2 separate regions of the Sus scrofa genome follow, and region 1 is linked to region 2. A link is a contact called in public HiChIP or PLAC-seq data. All regions are on one chromosome and are shown on one strand. The core of a region is the stretch at or near the end of the contact, and the rest is flanking DNA. Distances in the headings are between cores, read along the strand shown.

The links. HiChIP or PLAC-seq counts read pairs in DNA pulled down with a chosen protein or histone mark.
Region 1: an H3K27ac HiChIP or PLAC-seq map of alveolar macrophages shows a contact between it and region 2. The contact joins two enhancer-like sites. A contact is called at or near these places in 1 of 47 Hi-C or Micro-C datasets (embryonic fibroblasts) and 2 of 2 datasets of contacts at active chromatin or transcription factors (alveolar macrophages and skeletal muscle).

What each region holds. Positions count from the first base shown.
Region 1 is chr9:67,013,483-67,020,648 of Sscrofa11.1, forward strand. All of the region lies in intron 4 of SRGAP2 (SLIT-ROBO Rho GTPase-activating protein 2), which reads left to right. Among named protein-coding and RNA genes, the nearest start is that of IKBKE, 110 kb to the right of the region's middle. Within about 2 kb of position 4,824, at least 12 of the 83 cell types and tissues checked have an H3K27ac peak or open chromatin away from gene starts, as enhancers often do. A contact at or near this core is called in alveolar macrophages, where this site is marked.
Region 2 is chr9:66,881,700-66,889,391 of Sscrofa11.1, forward strand. The region is part of intron 2 of SRGAP2 (SLIT-ROBO Rho GTPase-activating protein 2); the gene reads left to right. Among named protein-coding and RNA genes, the nearest start is that of FAM72A, 46 kb to the left of the region's middle. Within about 2 kb of position 1,717, at least 7 of the 83 cell types and tissues checked have an H3K27ac peak or open chromatin away from gene starts, as enhancers often do. A contact at or near this core is called in alveolar macrophages, where this site is marked.

The DNA.
Region 1 (7,166 bases), core at 3,574-6,073, 130 kb after region 2:
AAGCAGTTGCACACCTTGCTATATATCCAAGATATTTGAAAACATGCCCACACAAAAACTTGTATATGAATGTTCATAACAGCATTATTCCTAATAACCAAAAAGTAGAAACAATCCAAATGTTCATCAACTGATTAATGGATAAACAAAATGTGGCATACCCCTACAGTGGAATAGTACTTAGCTATGAAAAGGAAGTACTGATATATACTATAACATGGATGAAGCTTAGAAACACATATGTGTCCATTTATAGGAAATATCCAGAATGGGTAAATCCATAGAGACAGAAAGTAGATTAATAGTTTCCAGGAGTTGGAAGAAGGGGTCAAGGGAGAGAGGGCCTAATAACAGGTTTAAGTCTTCGTTTTTGGGTGATGAAATGTTCTGGAGTTAAATAGTGGTGATTGTTGCACAGCCTTGTGAATATATTAAAACCACTGAACCATACCCTTTAAAATGGTGAATTGAGGAGTTCCCATTGTGGCTCAGCAGAAATGAATCTGACTAGTATCCATGAGGATGCAGGTTTGATCCCTGGCCTCACTCAGTGGGTTAAGGATCTAGCATTGCCAGGAGCTGTGGTATAGGTTGCAGACATAGCTCAGATCCCACATTGCTGAGGCTGTGGTGTAGGCCAGTGGCAATAGTTCTGATTCGACCCCAGCCTGGGAACTTCCATATGTTGCGGGTGCAGCCCTAAAAAGACCAAAAAAAAAAAAAAAAAAAAAAAAAAAAAGTGGGGAATTGACTACTGTATGTGAGTTTTATCTCAATGTTTAAAAAAAGAAGAATCAAACAGAAATTTTAGTATTGAAAAATACAGTAACTAAAAGAGTTTGGTGTGGATTAAACAGCAGGTTAGACAAAGCTGAATAAAGAATTAATAAATTGGAAGATAGGTCAGGAAAAAAACCCACATACTCAAGCTTAGAGAGAGAAAAGGGTAGAAAGTACAAAAAAAATAAATAAATAAGAGATTTATGGGATATGAATAGGCCTAATATATATATATATTTGAAGTCCCAGAAGAAGAGAACAGAGAGAATGGGATAGACGCAATATTTGAAGAGATAATAGCTATGAATTGTCCCAAACTAAGAAAAGACTTCAAGTCACAGGTTGAAGAAAAGAAGGGTTATGAACCCCAACCAGAATAAATACAGAGAAAATTACATGTACATTCATTATAGTAAAATTGCTGAAAATCTCGACAGAGAGAATTCTTTTTTTTTTTTTTTTGTCTTTTGTCTTTTTGTTGTTGTTGTTGTTGCTATTTCTTGGGCCGCTCCCACGACATATGGAGGTTCCCAGGCTAGGGGTTGAATCGGAGCTGTAGCCACCGGCCTACGCCAGGGCCACAGCAACACGGGATCCGAGCCGCGTCTGCAACCTACACCACAGCTCTCGGCAACGCCAGACCATTAACCCACTGAGCAAGGGCAGGGACCGAACCTGAAACTTCATGGTTCCTAGTCGGATTCATTAACCACTGCGCCACGACGGGAACTCCGACAGAGAGAATTCTTAAAAACTGCCAAAGGTAGGGGGTGTGGGGGAGGCATGTTACCTTCAAAGAAGCAACAGCAAAGTTGACAGCTGACCTCTCAGTAGAAACAATAGAAGATAAGAGACGATGGAATGAAATAGCCTTCAAAAATGAAAGTGATAAAGCCCTTGTCTACAAACAGCTTATACAACGCAACAGCAAAAAAAACCAACAACCCAGTTGAAAAATGGGCAGAAGACCTGAATAGACATTTCTCTAAAGAAGACATATAGATGGCCAACAGGCATATGAAAAAATGTTTGAAATCACTAATTATTAGAGATTGATTATTGGAGAAATACAAGTCAAAACTACAATGAGGTATCACCTCACACCAATCAGAATGGCCATTATTAAGATGTCAACAAATAACAAATGCTGGAGAGGGTGTGGGGAAAGGGGTACCCTCCTACACAGTTGTGTAAATTAGTATAATCACTGTGGAAAACAGTATGGAGGTACCTCAGAAAACTAAATATAGAACTACCATATGACCTAGCAATCCCACTCCTGGGCATATATCCAGAAAAACCTTTCATTGAAAAAGATACATGCATCCCTATGTTCACTACAGCACTATTCACAATAGCCAAGAAACAGAAACAACCTAAATACCCATCGGCAGATGAAATGGATTAAGAAGATGTGGTATATACACACATTGGAATACTGCTCAGCCATAAAAAGAGCAAAATAATACCATTTGCAGCAACATGGATGGAACTAGAGACTATCATACTAAGTGAAGTAAGAAAGAGAAAGACAAATACTATATGATATCACTTATATCTGGAACTTAATATATGGCACAAATGAACCTAACAACAGAAAAGACACAAACTAATGGACCCGGAGAACAGACTTGGGGTTGCCAAGGAGGAGGGGGTGGGAGTGAGATGGACCAGGAGTTTGGGGCTAGTAGGTGCAAACTATTGCATTTGGAGTGGAAAAGTAATGAGATCCTGCTGTGTAGCATAGGGAACTATATCTAGTCACTTGTGATGGAACATGCTGGAGGATAATGAGAAAAAGAATGTGTGTGTATATATATGTATGTATATATATATTATATAATGAGAAAAATGATAAAAATAATGTATATATATATGTATAAAGAATGTGTATATGTACATATATATATATATACACCTATGACTGGGTCACTTTGCTGTACAGCAGACATTGACAGAACATTTTAAATCAACTATAATAGAAAAAATAAAATGTTAAAAAAAATGAAAGTGAAGTAGACAGTGTCAGACAAGAAAAATCTAATAGAACTTATCATCAGCAGAATTTGCACTAAAGAAATCCTGGATGGTATTCTTCAGGCAGAAATAAAATGCTCGCAGGTAAAGGCTTGGATATGCTGGAATGAATGAAGAGAAACAATATGTGAGCGTACATCTAAATGAATACCAACTTTAAGAAATAATCTCTTATGGGGTTTTAAACATATGTAAAATTTATGTAAATGGCAACAATAGAATCCATGTCTAGGCAGAGATGGAGAAATGGGTTTGAAGGTATTGCTCAGCAAGTGGTAAGAGGATTAATTTATATTAGACTCTGGCAAGTCAAGGATGTGTATTTACTTTAGGGTTTTCACTAAAGAATTAGTATCTCTGCCAATCTAAGAGAAGGGGAAACGATAAATACAAAATAGCCTGAAAGATTCTGGTAAAGACAAAGCTGTAGGAATGTAGGGCACAGCATTGGCTTTCAGGGGTTATGGGTGGAGGAGAGTTCAGCTACAAAGGGGCAGCCTGAGTGAAGTGAATGATGTCTATGTCTTAATTGTGGTGCTGGTTACACACTTGGGTACATTGGTCAAAACACGTAGAATAAACCAAAAAGAGTGACTTTCACTGAATTTTTTTTAAGTGGAAGGGAAAAAAGAAGGTAAAAAAATGAGAGAAAAGGGACTGTAGAGATAAGAAGAACAAATATCATAAACTATTAAGTGGATTTAAACCTAGATGTATAGGTAATTACAATAAGCACAAACAGACTAATGCAAAATTAAAAAACAGATTCTAAATAAACAAAACTGAAGCTTACATTGCTTATAAAAGTAGTACCATAATATAAAGATATAGAAAGAGTTAAAAAAAAAAAAAAAAAGGAGTTCCTGATGTGGCTCAGTGGCAACGAATCTGACTAGGAACCTTAGGTTGCAGGTTCGATCCCTGCCCTCGCTCAGTGGGTTAAGGATCTGGCATTGCCATGAGTGTAGAGTAGGTTGCAGACGTGGCTCAGATCCTGTGTCGCCATGGCTGTAGCGTAGGCCGCAGCTGTAGCTCCAATTCGACTCCTAGCCTGGGAACCTCCATATGCCATGGGTGTGGCCCTAAAAAGCAGAAAAAAAAAAAGAAAAGAAAGAGTTAAAGCAAAATGATAGGAAACGATAGTTCTGATAAAATCAGACCAGATAGATTTTAATACAAAAAGTATTATTAGAGATTAAGAAGGACATTTCATAATAATTAAAGATTTAAGTTACCAGGAAGAAGTATATACTTAAATGCAGCCTTAAAGCCTATAAATCAAAAAATGAACAGAGTTTAAAGGAAAATTGATCATCAACCCCAGTGAGAGATCTAATACACCTGTCTTAGTGAATGATCACACAACTAGACAAAAACAAACACACAAAAAATGAGTAAAGATTTAGGAGATATGAAAAACAGTGAACAAACCCAGCCTACACGGCGCTATGCCTAACAGTTGTAAGCAGATAGAAGTTCTTTGTGGTGTACCAGGAAAATTTATAAAGCTTGAATTAAAGAGGAAGTATTTGAAGCAGTTAGGTGAGAAAACAGAGCTGGAGTCAGGTCCAAACTCAAGACATCCTCCTTCTCACAATTCAGGGATTTTTCACTTGGGATGAGGTACTGGCAAGGGAGACCACGGTACCTTCCCCCACGGATGTAGATTTTCTTAGTTGTATGTAGACTGCTGGGAGTGACTATGCACATGACATAGCGTGACAAAGACAAGAGGGTACAGACCACTGTCACCAAGGAAACAGTCCAGGCTCAGAGCACCACCCCAGCCCCTGGGGAGTGCACTGCTCTGCTTGTCTCCCAGAGTTGGCTTTATGCTTCTCTGGGTCCAACTGTGGCACCTGGAGTGTCAGGAAACCCCATTTTCCCCAGTGGAATCCCCTGGAGCCTCCTTTGCTTTCTGGACAGTGAGAGTCTAAGGGAACTCCAAAAGTACTACAACTCAGTCTATGAACTGACTTTGCTGCTGGGTTCCTCTTTCCTAAAGTATCTAATCAGCGATTTTCCCAGTGCCCCAGGCATTTCCTGTATGGGTGCTGCTGACTGACTTACTTCCTACCAGGCTGCGTGGCTCCTTTCCCTGTTCACGCTGCCAACGTTCAGATGGACTTTATTAACTCTTGTTCTTCCAGCCTTCTCCCAGTCATCTGGGAGCCGCAGGGGTATTCTTCCCATCCCCCATCCCCTGGGAATTCCTTATTGTAGGCGGGCATATGCTTATACACATCCTATCATTCTGGCTTTTTTATTTCCCCCTTCTTGCCCAGTTGCAAGCCATGGATAGGCTGTTGTTTTTTGGGGGTTTTTTTGTTTGTTTTGTTTTTGTCTTTTGTCTTTTTAGGGCCACACCCAAGGCATATGGAGGTTCCCAGGCTTGGGGTCCAATCGGAGCTACAGCTGCCAGCCTACGCCAGAGCCACAGCAATGCCAGATCCTAGCCACATCTGCAACCTGCACCATAGTTCACAGCAACACCGGATCCTTCACCCACTGAGCAAGACCAGGGATCAAACCTGCAATCTCATGGTTCTTAGTCGAACCTGTTTCCTCTGCATCACGCCGGGAACTCCCCATTGACTGTTTTTCTTCCAGAGTTCATTTTAGAGCTGCTGAGAGATTTGTGCTTTCAGATTGCCTGTTTGCGTTTGTGTCTTTTGTCCTGTGTCCCAGTCTACCCAAGGAGCCATGGTCATCAAGACACTGTTTTATGACTTTAGTGTCCTGCCTGAGACACGGGGTGATCACTCATCCTCAATATGACCTCACGAAGTCCTTGGGCACTGGAGATCAGGGCCTAAAGACAATATTACACTCCCACTGAAATCATTATCCCCAAGAGCTAAAGATGGAAATTTGCCAAGAGAAGGATCACAGTGATGGTTTAAGAAATGAAGCCTCAGACTTGATTGTCTCTTTCCTTGTAGGGACGTTGCTTTCAGCTTATTTTCTTAGCATTAGAATAGGCCATCCAAAAGATTGAAACAGCCATGGAGGGACATTCAGATGGTTAGAGGACCGTGTTTTAGACTGTGCCATCTAAGGTTTTGGGAGAGCAGAGGGCCTTCAACCTTGTCCTACTCCCTCACTCCCACCCCACCCCTGCCCCAGTCCAGTGGGACTCAGTCTTGTCCTAATCATAGGTTTCCCTGACAAGAGGCTCTGGTCAGTTGGAACAGCATAGTAAGCGGCCGCGGGAGGTCGATGTTCAATCCACAGAGTTCACTGTCATGGCAAAGAATGGATTTTCTCCCAGGGCTCACTTAGCAGTACTGGTGGGTGATGAAGTCTGACTACTCATGCATTCCAGAACTTCTGGGAAAGCCTTAAGGAAATGGCTTTCACAAACACATGCCCTAGAGGAGAAAGCTCTTGGATTTCATTAAATCAGAACTTAGTCCTGGACATTTTTTTGTCTTCTCTGACCTAAGCAGTTGGGAGCACCTACCTTTGGACATTTAATTTATGACCCCAATTGAACCATGTCCTGGTTGTGCATCTGAGAAGGATCGTTTCTGTTGAAACTACCCAGAGAGCTAGAAAGGAATTCTGTCCTTTTTTATTTTGCTCAACATACCTCCTCCAGTTTCCTCCTTGTGGCTAAACACCCCGTAGGAAATCTGCATATATCTTACAGAGTCATTTTTACTTTGGTCTTTACTGAAACTGGGGAGGGGACTAGATGGTGCAGCAAGAGCGTTAGGAGAGCCAAAGATTCTTCTTCCCTGCGGTTGAGCGAGCCCCTTCCTTGGAGGGAGTTAGCTGCAATCCTGCCTGGGGATTAACTTCTGGGGGCTCTACCAATTCCACATATCATGATCATTTCATGTTTCGAGGGTACCTACAGAGGCAGCCCAGTGTGGTAGAGCATCCAGTGGGTATTGAGAGACCTGGACCCTAGTATTAATAATAGCTAACATTTATTGAGCATACCAAGTGCTAGATTCAGTCTTAAGCACTTTACATGGATTATCAATTTATTGTCCTCTTTTACAGACGTGGAAACTGAAGCATAGAATGGTTAGAGATTTTACCCAAGGTCACACAATTGGGAAGTGGAAACGGGATTCAAATCCTACTCTGGAGCCTGTGTGTTTCACCCCTCTGAGTACAGTTATGTGACCCTGGAAAAGTCATTTCAACTTTTGGGGCTCATCTGTGAACTATAACCTGAGGGAGTTTATATGGTTATCTTCTGATGGAGTTTCCACTTTCAATTACGTCTATGAATTAAATGCAGCTATATTATTTTATTCTTGTGATTATGTGAAAGCATAATGTTTCAGCCTAAAAATGTATCTAATTGGGAGTTCCTGTTGTGGCACAGAGAAGCG
Region 2 (7,692 bases), core at 467-2,966:
CTAAGATATAAGAACCTAAGGAGTTCCCATGTGGCTCAGCAGGTTAGGCACTGCTGTGACTTGGGTCAGTCACTGCTGTGGTGTGGGTCACTGCTGTGGCACAGACTTGATCCCCAGGAACTTCTGCATGCTGTGGGTGTGGCCAAAAACAGATAAGAACATTAAAGTTGGTAATAGGAACACTGCTTACTTGCCTCAGTTTAGAGAGATGCCCCAAGCCTCTGAGTCATTCAGTCACTCAACAAACATCACTGAGCACTGACTGTGTGTGAGAACTGTGCTGGAGGCCAGGGGTTCAAAGACAAAAAGAACACTCTTCCTGCCCCTGAGTATGTGTCATCAGATCACGAGGCCCACATACAAACGACCATCCAAGCTCAGTGTGGGAAATGTTGTAATTGAGCTACATGCAGACTGTGTATTTTTCTATAGAGTAGCAGTTTTCACCCTGTGTTCTTCCTTCTTTTTTTTTTTTTTTTTTTTTTTGCTTTTTATGGGCCCACCCTCAGCATATGGAGGTTCCCAGGCCAGTGGTGGAATTGGAGCTACATCTGCCAGCCTACGCCACAGCCCTAGCAACAAAGGATCTGAACCGCCTCTGTGACCTACATGACAGCTCATGGCAACGCCAGAACCCTAACCCACTGAGCGAGGCCAGGGATCGAACCTGCAACCTCATGGTTCCTACTCGGATTTGTTTCCCCTTCACCACAAGGGCAACTGCTCACCCTGTGTTCTATTTGCCTGTTACTCGTGAGTTCTTGAGGACCAAGAATGGTGTTGGATGTGGATATGGATACAGATAGGGAAGGAATGGAGAGAAAAGATATTTGTTACCAATGCCAAGCCTATCTTACAAGGGGTCCCATAATGAGCCTATAACTTACAGCTTTTAACTTTCCTGAAAAATGTTTTAGTTACTAAAGATTAATAGGAAGGAGTTCTCCTGTGGTGCAGCGGCTTAAGGATTGGATGTGATCACTGCAGCGGCTCGGGTTGCTGCTGCTGCTGTGGCACCGGTTCAATCCCTGGCCCAGGAACTTCCATATGCCATGGGCGCAGCCAAAAAAAAAAAAAAAAAAAAAAAAAAAAGTCTAATAGGAAATGGTCATGGGTGGAGCTATCTGGGAAATAATGGATTTTGCATTCTTGCTCATTGCAAAATGCCTGATTAGCTTTTTTAGGATTCTGTTAGTTTAAGTCATATGAAATCCTCATTTTGTAGGTACTTTCATATGGTTCAACTTAATAAAACGAGACCAATTTTATGGCCTTCTGGTCTTCTGTAGGTTTAGGACATCCACAGAGGTGAGTCTGGGCAGATCGAGGGAATCCTAAGCTTGTTGCCACTAGGGTTCCCCTCTCTGAGTGTGAGTCTCTCTTTGGGGCTTCAGAGAGGAAGCCGGTGCCTCAACCATTCCTGTGACACTCGGTTCTGGAGCGGAGTTCCTCCGGGCAGTGCCTTCTTGAAGACTGGACAGGGAATAAAACTGCTGCTCTGTGCCCACTTAAAAATATTTTTGTTTACCTTGGAAGATATGCAAGAACAGGGTTTCATGCATATATAAGAGAAAACAGCAAGTGAAAAGGATGTGTACACATGGGCATGAATGGCTCGCTATTCTTAGCTGGGCTCTAACCTAGAGAAGAAGAGGAAACAAGATGCTTTTAAATGTGGACTCCGGCTGCCCCAGCCGAGAGCCAAGGGGCTTCGAGTCATAGAGAAACTCCTGGTAGCTGCTAGTGTCCTCCAGACCTTCCTCTTTTGGTAGAAAAGGTTACACTTGTGTGTCCCACGCTGAGATGGAGGAGGGGATGGCTTTTTCTTTGAAGGGACCTAGAGAGAAAGGAGAGAAAGACTTGGGAACCTGTCCTACTTCTCAGAGGGACGATCTGCATCTACGTGGTAGATGGACCAGCGCTTCCTGCTCTGAGTGGTTTAGTCTTTGAGAAAGAGGCTCAGGGGCTGCCTCGGCTGCCTGGATTAAACCTGCTGCAGGAACTGAGGTCTTCCTTGATTTGTTGTTCCGTCTCTCACGTTGGGGTCGAACCCGATTGGCCTTTGCAAATTAAAGACTGAGTAGAAATGCCTGACGCATGCTAAAGCCACAGTGCCTGCTGGCTACTTTCTGGTCACTCAGTGACTACCAGTTGATTTGAATATATCAGGGTCTGGAAACTGGACCAGTCACCCAGCTTCCCTGTCTGAAGGTGTGATTGGTAGGGAGGAATGCTTCCAGGCAGCATTTTCCTGGATTCGGGTTTGGATGGTATTAGCCAGGATCTGTGTGGTCACTGTCGCTCCCTCTGAATGATCATTATTATAAGCATACTTTGATTGGGCTCCAGCCCTTACCCAGTGCTTATAACCTAATATTGACAACAGCTACAAGTCAACCAAGAGCACGTCTTTATTTAGAACCTGGTATGAAATGCAAGGAGGATTTCTGCAAGGAGAGCCTGAAATTATGACATTACCTCCAAACCGACTCTCAGAAAGGGATCGGGCCTGGAGAGAAACCATTCCACTTCCTCATTTCCCTAAATGGAACAACAAAAAAAAAGTCTCATTTCCTTTCTTTCTTTTTTTGCTCAGAACACCAAGGCCATTTAGCCACCCCAAAGGTTATTATGGCCAGGTCACCCCTCTTGAAAGAAAGAAAATTTTCCCTCCTTTAGAGGGATGCACAGGAACCTCAGGGTCTGCTTTTATCTCTCTCCTGATCGGATTAAGATTCGTGTGAGATGAGTGTGAGGGAAAGCCCGGCTGGAGACTTTGACAACTGGTTCACAGCATGCTTCTGTTTGTGGTAACTCTGTGCATTGACTGCTGAGGTCCCCGAATTTTCCAGCTGTCACACTATGCCGCTGCCACAGGCTAGCCTTCGTAGATAAAACAAGTGCCAGTTAGCATGTCTCATGGGGGGAGGAGAGGAGAGAACAGAATTGTAAGCTTCTCCATGAAAGTGGTGACCCTGTCAGCGCCAGGCCTTGGAGACCTAGCTTGGAAGAGTGTGGAAGTTCCTGCCAAGGGTCCCTGTGGAGACCTCACCATCTCAGTGCTGAGTTTAAGGAGTCCCGCAGGCTTCAGGTAAAGTCATTTCCAGCAGATTGTGAGAATGTGCCCAGCTTGATTTGGACTGTGTCGCATTTACTTTTGCTGGCTTATCTCCACTACTGAATTTTTTTGCATGACTTCCCCCCCCACTTGCTATTGATGACCCTAGTGTCCATGAGGACGCGAGTTCGGTCCCTGGCCTCGCTCAGTAGGTTAAGGATCTGGCGTTGCCGCGAGCTGTGATGTAGGTCGCAGGTGCAGTTTGGATCTGGCATTGCTGTGGCTGTGGTGTAGGCTGGAAGCCACAGCTCCCATTCGACCCCTAGCCTGGGAACTTCTATATGCCGCGGATGGGGCCCTAAAAAGACCAAAAAAATAAAAAATAAATAAATAAATAAAAAATTCCAAGAAGGTAATTTTCTCTAAGAGCTGCAAAAGTGAGAGACTAGAGATTTGATCTTGCCCTTGATCTGACGAATTGTGATCAGTTCTGTGGAATGTGGGCTGAGTTGTCCCTTTACATGTGGTCCAGGAAATGTGAGGTCTGACACGAGATATGCACCAGGGAAGCTGGACAGGGAAATGACTTCACAAAATAAAATAAAACGTTGATGGGATCCCAGAAAACTTGCCTGTTGGGCTTCATGTTTCCAAGGTGCTGGATCTGTCTTCCGTGTGGTCCAGAATATGTGAAGCCAGCTGAAGCAAAGGGCTGTCTGGACGGGAGAAGTGATGAGATGAAGTATTATCAGGGGCTAAAGGTCTTCTGTTGTTTTCTGGGAAAGGTCCCTCCGATGTGGAATTCATGTGTTTTGTCTAGCTAATTGGAATTATGGTCTGGTGTCTGTCCCTGAAAGACACTGCTGACGGCCTTGGGTGGCCAAGGCTCTTTGCTCACCACCTTGATGACATCAGGAAGAAGGCATGAGACCTCATGTCTAAATATTAGTTTGGTTTTGGATTATAGGTCCCTTGAGTTCGGAAGTTAGCGGAGAGAAACCAAGAGAGAGTATGGTGTAACTAGAAACAAACAAAAGCCCGAACAACAAGCTTTAGTGTCAGAGAGACCGGAGTTCAGGTAGTGAGTGTGCCAGTCTTGTATTAGGTGTGTCGCTTGGAGCACATGGCTTAATCTCCTAGGACCTCCGTGTTCCCATTAGAAAACGTGAGCAGGGAGTTCCTGTCGTGGCTCAGTGGTTAACGAACCCGACTAGCATCCATGAGGACGCGGGTTCGATCCCTGGCCTCATTCAGTGGGTTAAGGATCTGACGTTGCCGTGAGCTGTGGTGTAGATTGAAGACACAGCTCGGATCTGGCGATGCTGTGGCTGTGATGTAGATCACAGACATGGCTCAGATCTGGTGTTGCCGTGGCTGTGGTATAGGCTGGCAGCAACAGCTCCGATTCTACCCCTAGCCTGGTAACTTCCATATGCGGAGGGTGCGGCCCTAGAAAAGCAAAAAAAGAAAAGAAAAGGAAAAGAAAAAGAAAAAAAGTGAGCAGAACAACTGCCTGCCTTGTGGGGAGGTCGTGAGTTTAGAGCGAGAGAAGGTGGAATGCCTAGGGAGGGCCCGGCGTGGGAACACACATCTGCTCCAGCCGTTTCTGTTACTCACAGGGGACTTCGGAATGTACGCCTCTGTCCCTCCATGCTTGCCATCTCTCCATTTGGAAGATGAACTTGACGGTTCCTGCTCAGGGGTTGACAGACAGCCAGGTGAAACGTCTGAGCTGGTGAGGATGGACCCTGCGTCCCAAACTGGGGTTTACAAGTTGCGCTGTGTGTGTACGTTGGAGAACTATATTAACAACATGCTCTGCTCGTTTCCCTGTCTCCATCTCCTGTTCAGAGCACAGGGCTTGCCGGCCTTGTGCTTTAAATAGTCCTTGGAGGGTGACTTGAACAGTAAATGAACACGATCCTTGTGAATCCATTTGCCTGGTGTTCAGGACTTCTATTCTTAGACCACAATCGCCGGAATAGAAAGCCTTTGACCCGACATCCCACCGGAGCCACGTGTGCCTGGTAATGGATTCCTTTGGGAAGCTGGGACAAAGGACCAGGTCTGCTTCTGTCATTGAGTAGGCCAGGTAGGGGGCAGTCCGTGAAAAGCCAGTCTCCTCCTAATTGTCTGGAGTTTATGAGTCTGGCTTACCTGGGACATCTCGCGTTATGATCCTCCTGAAAGTTCAGCCTGTTTACTCTGCTCCAGTCAAAGAAAGGGTTATAGGAGAATAAAAGCAGTGAAGATATTTATGGGTGAACCCTTTTCTGTTTCTTTTCTTTTCTTTTTTTTCCCTGGAACTGTGATTAAAGGATTAACAGCACTTGTTATTTATTGAGCAGAGCCCCAGGAGGGAGGAGGGTTTGGGTACTTATTTTGTTCCTTCTATGATCCCTGGCCTGTGCCTGCAACATTTCACATCTTTCCTCATTATTCTTAGCTTTGTAATACAGAGGTGGAAATTGAGGATCAGGACTAGCCCAGGAGTTCATGATCACGGCCCATCTGTTCTTTCATACCTTACACACCATCTCGCCAAATAGGTAACCATGGGGTCAGGTCAGGGAGATCTTGGTGATTTAAAAGCACCACCAAACGGTGTTTACATGTTTACTAGACACTTGAATGTAGTTATTATACATGTGGGATTGGGTTCACAGTAAGGTCTTGACCTTATCTGCAGAAGGACTGGCCCCAACCCTGGGTTTGGCATTTTAGGCAGTAGTTTGGTTGTCTAACTCTGGAGCCATGACACGGGGAGCCTCCGTAGTGTGGGAGTGTTTCTAAGAGCAGCCTGATCTCTTTAATTATCTTACGAAAGACATTGCCCTCTGTGTGTGGACTGTCCTTCTCCAGGAACCCTCTGGGGCTTCCAGAGACAAGATCTCAGCTTCAGAACATCCCTGTCCAAACAGGAGGGTCTGAAATCACTGCTCTCCTTTACAGGGAGTGGGAGATCCAGGCGCAGATGGGAGACAGAGGCACAGAAGTTAAATAATTAGTCCAAGGTCACATCAAATGATTTCCGACTCAGCTGACAAATCCGCCTCGGACTGGGTCTCCCAAATGTTGCAGCTTCCCTCACCGTGTAATTTGGTCTCCGCCACCGTGCATGTCATATCTTTCTTCCTCCTTTTTCTAATTTGGTAAATAAGATGTTTCTCACACCTACTTCCTGAGTAATGTGGGGTTTTAATTTAGCTCTTTGAGATGATCAATGACTTCACTGAGAAATCTGCTGCCAGAATGTGGTTTATAAACACACCTTTGCTGTTATTTCTCCCTGATGCTGAATCTGTTTTGCACATTGTCAGTTTCTGTGGGTTAAGAACCTTGGGACTCTCAAGTATCACCTTGACAGAGAGAGGCGTCTGTAGTTGGGAACTGTCGCTTTTTTTCAGAGCAGTGCTATGGTGTGGGGGGAATGGAGGCGGGCAAGGGGGTGTCTAGAAATTCCTTTCCTGAGTTTCGCAGAGGAAGGGCAGCACATTCAAGAACAGCCTGGTCCTGTCGGAACAGTGCAGATTGGGCTTGTGTTAGTCCTTGTTGTTGTGATAATGTCATTATTCATAGTCATACCTTTCTAGTTACCCTCATGACTCAGTATTCATGAAAACACACGAGATTCCACATGAAGCGTTTCTCCCTATATTTTAGGTGGGAGGTGCTGAGGTTTGGTGATTGCAAATGGCCCCTTATGAGGGTTCCTGTCGTGGCACAGTGGAAATGAATCCAACTCATATCCATGAGGATCCAGGTTCAACCCCTGGCCTTGCTCAGTGGGTGAAGGATCCGGCGTTGCCGTGAGCTGTGGTGTAGGTCGAAGATGGGGCTCGGATCCCAAGTTGCTGTGGCTGTGGTATAGCTCTGATTGGACCCCTAGCCTGGGAACCTCCATATGCCGCAGATTCAGCCCTAAAAAGCAAAAACAAAACAGAACAAAAGAAACCAAAAAAACCCACAATGGCCTCTTAGAGCCTCAGCTGCATTATGTGAAGTTTTCAGTCTGCTTCAGTACTGCCCACTGCCAAGTTACAAAGGGGAATTTTTTTACAAAACGAGATCGATTCACCCAGGCGGAAGGATCTAATTGTTAGTAAAATATGTCTAGTACCAAATGCTTTTTGTTTCCTGATGACCTATCCGGCTGCAGATCTTCTGGCCTCATCACATATTCAGTCCCGCGATTATTCATTCAGCATTTTCTATATACCCCTTCTGTGTCAGGGACCCTGTTGGACACTGGATGATGGAGATGAACAAACACCTAAATCTTAAAATCTCATGGTGGATGTTGGAATTTAGTGCCGTTCAGCTTCATTAATTCTGTAGTAGTTCCAAGATTTCCCAAGGTCCTGTCCCCTGGTGTCCTATTTCCTTCAGCGTGTGTCATCCCCTGGCGCCTCCCCCGCCCCGGCTGCTACCCTGGGCCCAGCTGCATCGTCTCTCACCTGGACTCTCACAGCAGCCTCCTAACGGGTCTCCTCGCCTCCACTCTTGCCTCCTTCCATCTATTCCCGACACAACAACCAGAGCAATCTTTTGTAAAAAATGGAGTTCACATCCTGTTGCTCCTTCGTTCAGACCCACTGGTGGTTTTTGCTTTCCAGACGTGATTGGGCCCCTGC